Regions from separate parts of the Sus scrofa genome. Here region 1 is linked to region 2. The links are chromatin contacts, called in public HiChIP or PLAC-seq maps. All regions are on one chromosome and are shown on one strand. Each heading gives the region's core, a stretch centred on a gene start, on an enhancer-like site or on the middle of the called end of the contact. The rest is flanking DNA. Distances are from core to core; before and after follow the strand shown. Region 1 holds the start of ARF3 (ADP-ribosylation factor 3). Region 2 holds the start of CCNT1 (cyclin-T1).

What was found. HiChIP or PLAC-seq counts read pairs in DNA pulled down with a chosen protein or histone mark.
Region 1: an H3K27ac HiChIP or PLAC-seq map of alveolar macrophages shows a contact between it and region 2. The contact joins the promoter of ARF3 here to the promoter of CCNT1 in region 2. A contact is called at or near these places in 1 of 47 Hi-C or Micro-C datasets (skeletal muscle) and 1 of 2 datasets of contacts at active chromatin or transcription factors (alveolar macrophages).

The regions. Positions count from the first base shown.
Region 1 is chr5:14,976,795-14,979,749 of Sscrofa11.1, forward strand. ARF3 (ADP-ribosylation factor 3) reads right to left here and starts at 1,559. Exons shown (of 4, transcript NM_001160426.1): 1 at 1,412-1,559; 2 at 472-582; 3 at 116-240. The coding sequence starts at 1,559.
Region 2 is chr5:14,806,995-14,810,160 of Sscrofa11.1, forward strand. It overlaps CCNT1 (cyclin-T1), which reads right to left and starts at 1,430. Exons shown (of 10, transcript XM_003481561.4): 1 at 1-1,430.

The sequences.
Region 1 (2,955 bases), core at 309-2,808, 170 kb after region 2:
TTCCTGCACTTTCAAAACTGAGAGCACAGTCACAGGGCTTTCCACACAGTAAGACCCTATGCTTTCCCCGGCCAGGCTGCCCTCTCTCAAACCCAGGGGTAGGGAGATGTCTCACCTGTTTGTTCGCAAAGACAAGGAGCACAGCATCCCGCAGCTCATCCTCTGCCAGCATCCTCATCAGCTCCTCCCGGGCCTCATTTACTCGCTCCCGATCATTGCTGTCGACCACAAATATCAACCCTGGGGAGGCAGAGCATGGGCTGCACAGAGACGAAAGATCAACTCCCCTCCCCCACCAGCAAAAGACAACACCCTCCTCACAGCCTCCAAATATTTGCTCCCTTTTCTCCCACGCTTAGGAGCTGCAGCAGGGTAAGAGTCAGCTGCTGATAACCAAAAACAAACAACAGCCACAATCTTCGCTCACACCCAACAGCCCATGCCAGTCCACGGGAAATTCACATGCCCTACCTTGAGTGTTCTGGAAGTAATGTCTCCAGAGAGGCCGAATCTTGTCCTGGCCACCCACATCCCAAACTGTGAAGCTAATGTTCTTGTACTCCACCGTCTCCACGTTGAACCCTTTGGAAAAAGCAGACAATGGTCACTTAGCCTGAAACCGCAGGCCTGCAAACAACGCCCTGGGGGGTTTGTTCCTGTTTCCCCAGCCACGGCCGGGGCCCTGCAAGGGAGAGAAAGCTAAGGCTGCCTCAGGCCTGGTGTGCCTTGGCTTAGGCATGTAAAGGTCCAAAAGAAAACCTGAGAGAAGTGGAAGATGACAAAGAGGGTCAGGCCAGGAAGGAAGTTCTCATCACCTGGGCAACGTGAGACAACCTTCCCGCCTCGTTCTCTCAGTCTCTGACTCTCCCTCCTGCAAAGAAATGACTCAGCCCCACTCCTGTACCTTGGCCACCAGAATCTGCCTCAGCTGAGACGTGGGGCCTGGGAGACAGAGTGAAGAACAGGAAGTGAGCCACAGTCCTAGAGCCCCCAACGCAGAACCAGCTGATGATGATGATCTGGAGCCCCCTCCACAGGGCAAATATTCTCCCTCCCACAGGCAGGTCTTAACTGGGATCAGGGCCACCAGGGATCTAAACTGAAACAATTCCAGGCCTCTGGCAGGAACATCAAAGCCCTTCACCTGCTTTTCAAAAAACAGAGAACAAACCAGCTCAGAGCCTGAGGGCCACTGTTGGGTGCCAGGCTGCGGAAGTTCCTGCATCAGGGAGGGCCAGGGTAGGTGGGCAAACGGCAGCCCCAGCACCTGCTGGTGAGCTAAATAACCACCCTCCCCGAACCCCACAAATTGCAGGGCCCTGCCTGGTGGCCAGGTGGGGGGATCTAGGAATAGGCCCCCGCTCTGGCTCAGCTGTTGGCCTGAAAGCCTACATCCGAGCCATGCCCTTACCAATGGTGGGGATGGTGGTGACGATCTCGCCCAGTTTCAGCTTGTACAGGATGGTGGTCTTCCCCGCGGCATCCAGACCCACCATCAGGATGCGCATCTCCTTCTTCCCAATCAGGCTCTTGAGGAGGTTTCCAAAGATATTACCCATGATCACAGCAGCTGCTTTCTGAGGACAGGCGGGTGCAAGGAGGGGCAGCGGCGGTCTGGTTTTGGTCTGGTCCCTGGTATGGAGGGCTTGATTCTAGGCAAAAAAAATGTCAACTCATTAGCACCATCTGCTTGTCAGGCTTTTGTATGAATGAGAGTTGCCAAAGTCATGGCTGGAGTTCACCCATGACAAACTGAGAGCCTGACGGTACTAAGGGTACTGTGAAGAGCAAGGCCCACTCAGACACATCCTGAGCCTTTGGGAGCAGAGACAAAGCAGTGCACGCTAAGGACCTCTGCTTCTGCCAGTGACTTTGAGGAGCTACTTCGCCTGTCCTTATCTGCACCTGTAAGCGGAGGGGGTGGAACAAGACGATTTCTAAAGTCCCTTCGGTCTCGACATCCACACTATACCCCAAGGCGTCGAGAGATCATTACTGCCGCTCCCTCCCCCCACCTTACCCTGAGACTTCTGGAAAGGGTGGGAGAGGAGGGAGTGGAATGAGGAGTGGCTCTTTGTGACTCCCAACAAGGTCCAGGCTTGCCAGGTTCCCAAGGTTTACGCTCTCTGCTCTAATCAAGAGACTGCTTCTTCCCTTCCTATACTTCCACACTTTCCTTCTACACATCAAAATTCATGAGGAGAAACTAAGAAAGCAACGCTCTTAAAAGAGGCTGAGGCTTTCCACTCTTTGAAATGCCAGCCTCTAAAATCATGCCCTGTTCATACAACACCGCACTGAGAGCTGGGAGGCGGCAGGGGGTGAGGCTACCCCTCATTCCTCACCCAGGTAGGTCCGAGGCTCGCCGTGGCCCATCCCAGGACAGCAGCTCCACAGGGTCACTTGTGCTGAGGCAGTCCTCTCACTCCCTGCTTCTCCTCTAACCCCTTCAGTCTAGTCTCCGCAGAGCAGCCAGACTAATGTGAAAGCCCAAATCAGGTCATGTGGCTCCTCTGTTCAAAACCCTCTTTTGGCTTCCTATCTCCCTTAGTAAAATCCAAAGTCCTACCATGGCCTACAAAGTCCTGCATGATTGGCATTCCTATTTCTGTCATCAGAAATATCCTACCACTCTCCCCTCGGCTTTCTCCACTCCAATTCCTCAATGCTTTGCTGCCTCAAAGCTTCTGTCTTTGCTATTCCCTCTGCCTGAAATGCTCCTCTCCCAAACAACCTTGCTCAAGCACCCCCTCACTTCCTTCAGGAGTCTGTTCAACTGTCATTGTATCAAAGAGGCCTTCCATAACCACCTATAACACACACACACACCACTCTCTACCCCATTTATCCCATTTCACTTTTCTGCACAGCATTTATCACCATTGCACACGTTGCAGATTTGTTCCTTGCTGTACTGTTTTTCTCCTCCCACTAGAATGTCAGCCCCTTATCTAT
Region 2 (3,166 bases), core at 180-2,679:
CGCAGGCGCCAATCACGTGACCCTTGAGGCACGAGGTGGGGTTAGGAGTTCTCGTTCAAAAAAAAAAAAAAACACGTCTCCTCCCGCGAGAACTGGGTTGAGCCTTCGCGCCCTGAGCGAGGGGGCGGGGCAACGGCTTTGGCTGGGTGAGGTGCCCGCCCACGCGCCGCTCGGCGGTTCCGCGGTGAACTTCGCTCGTGGCGAAGGTGACCGCTTAAGATGGGGCACATCCGCAACTTGACAGATGAAATAAGTGAGACTGTCAAAAGCTGAAAAAAATAATCAGAGAGTAGCCCTATCGTCTATCGTACCATAAAGCAACGGGAAAGCTATTGCATTGTTGATAACAATGTAAATTACCCATTGGAGAAGCCGCTTTACAATATGTAACTAATGCCTTGAAACTCCTAAAGCTTCGACGCGGTGAGCCAATTTAAGGGAATAAGATGGAATTAGTAGTAATAATTTAGTACTAACCACAGTAGTGAATGACTCAAATATACTGTTTAGTTTAACCGGCACAGCGCCAAATATTTTAATCTATGTTTTGCGATCGGGTGAATTTAAACTGCTCCTTCCTTCTGGAAAGCTTCCACTACCACTCTGCGCATGCACAAATTTGTAAATTTCTGCCCTCTATCAAGATGTATCCGGCTCCAACGCTTGAGGGTTGTTCCTTCGTAGACAAGATACTTGTCTGTGCCCCTTGTATAAATGTAAATGGCAACTGTATATACGTTTTAGATTCTGAAAAGGATTAAATGAAGATTTGAGTTAAAAGTACCTGGAGCAGTACCTGGCACATAAAAAAATTCAGTAGATTTTATAATATTTATTATAGCATATTGAAACTGAGGGCAAGGACCATACCAGCCTTTTAAAAAAAACAACAACCCATTTTCATTTTTGTATCCATCTATCACCTCCCTAGTACAGTTCTGGCCCCAGTGGTCAATAAATGTTTGTCAAACAAATGCTCAAAACAACTAACAATAAAAAAATAAAAAATAAAAAATAAATCTCTCTGAAGCTTGGAGAGATTAAGTGGTTTGTCCTACACTACACCATTTATAAGTGTAGATTTTAAAATCAAGTCTAATTCCATTGTTCTCTCCATTCTAGCCGAGTGTACTCCTGCTTTTCGGGAACACTCACCTTGATTAAATTTGGGTAATATTAAAATCTTTTGTCTTTTATAATAAATATTTTGAGTTCTGTCATTTCTAGACAAGGCTGCTCCCACTCAATTTGATTCTAATTCATTCTCAGAAGTATTTTCTTCCATTCTAGGCCCTCCTCTGCCATACACTGCCTACAATTAGCATTTGCTCCATTTTATTCTGGAAAAATTGAGGAAAAAAATACTTGAAGTTACAATATTTTCAAAAATTATGATTTCAAACTTGTTCCGTTGCATGCTTTTTTTTTAATTGAATAAGCACTTTTTTAGTTATGTCATCTTTTATTTCATTTTTTGTCTTTTTGCCTTTTCTGGGGCTGCTCCCGCGGCAGATGGAGGTTCCCAGGCTAGGGGTCTAATCGGAGCTGTAGCTGCCAGCCTTCACCAGAGCCACAGCAACACGGGATCCGAGCCACCTCTGCAGTCTACACCACAGCTCACAGCAATGCCAGATCCTTAACCCACTGAGCAAGACCAGGGACCAAACCCAAAATCTCATGGTTCCTAGTCAGATTCGTTAACCACTGAGCCACGATGGGAACTCCTCCTATGTTGTCTTCTTAATAGCCAAAATTATTTCTCCCAGATTCCCCTCACCTATTTTTCTGACCTGTGTTTGGTTCTCCACTAAATTTCTTAGATTGATGACTCCATTTTGATGCTGTCGTGACTGTGTACCAGTCTTCTGAGAAAAAGACCTAGAAACTATCAGGCTTCACGCAATGCAACTGCTAGCCAATGGCTTGCTACCCTCCAGTACAGAAGAGGGGCACCTGTGTAAATCAGAGAAAAGAAATATTCTTTGACTTAAAATGATTTGAAAGTAGGTAGCAGGGATAACATAATTGCCAAACATGAATTTTTGACCATGCCTTGTTTCAAATCCCCACTATTCTTTTTTTTTAAACTATCTTAACCATTTTCGCGTGTACAGTTCAGTACAGTTCAGTAGTGTCAACTATATTCACAGTGTTATGCAACAGGTATCTACAGCTTTTTATTTTTTTTGCAAAACTGAAACTCTATACCCATTGAACAACTCCCCATTTCCCCCAGCCTGACACCTCCCATTCTCCCATTCTACTTTTTATTTCTTGGAGTTTGACTACTTTATAGACATTTAATATATGCGGAATCATACAGTATTTGTCTTTCTGTGACTGTATTATTTCTCTTAGTGTAATGTCCTAAAAATTCCCAGTTATTCTTTTAACTAATTGTGTGATTCTCTGCGCCCGCACGTGCGTGCGAGCGTTTTGGCGGCACCTGAGGCATATGGAAGTTCCCAGGCCAAGCTGCTTCAGTGACAAGGCCAGATCCTTAACCCCCTGCGCCACAAGAGAACTACTAGCTGTGTGATGGTAAATGTCATCCTGAACAGAACACTATATGGCACCTGGTAGGTCTTCAATACAAAATAATGTGAAAATAATGATAGCCTTCAAATACACTGCCCTTAAAGAACACAGGAATTTTCCTCTCTTTTTTTTTTTTTTTTTTTTTTTTTTTGGTCTTTTGTCTTTTTGTTGTTATTTCTTGGGCCGCTCCTGCGGCATATGGAGGTTCCCAGGCTAGGGGTCGAATCGAAGCTGTAGCCACCGGCCTACGCCAGAGCCACAGCAACGCAGGATCCAAGCCGCGTCTGCAACCTACACCACAGCTCACGGCAACGCCGGATCCTTAACCCACCGAGCAAGGGCAGGGACCGAACCCGCAACCTCATGGTTCCTAGTCGGATTCGTTAACCACTGAGCCACGACGGGAACTCCTCCTCTCTTTTTTTTAAATTTATATTGAAGTGGGAGATTTAACTCAGAGACATAACCCCCCTTGTCTGCAAAAGCAGCTGCCTGCATTTTCAGCTCTGCTGGCCTCTTAGAATCCTTCTTGTAATTATGTAGCAACTACATGCCCTATGTCCCAGCCAGCAGCCCTGCTGATGGTGCGCCAAGCATTGCTTATCAGTTTCGCTTCTGTGACCTTGCT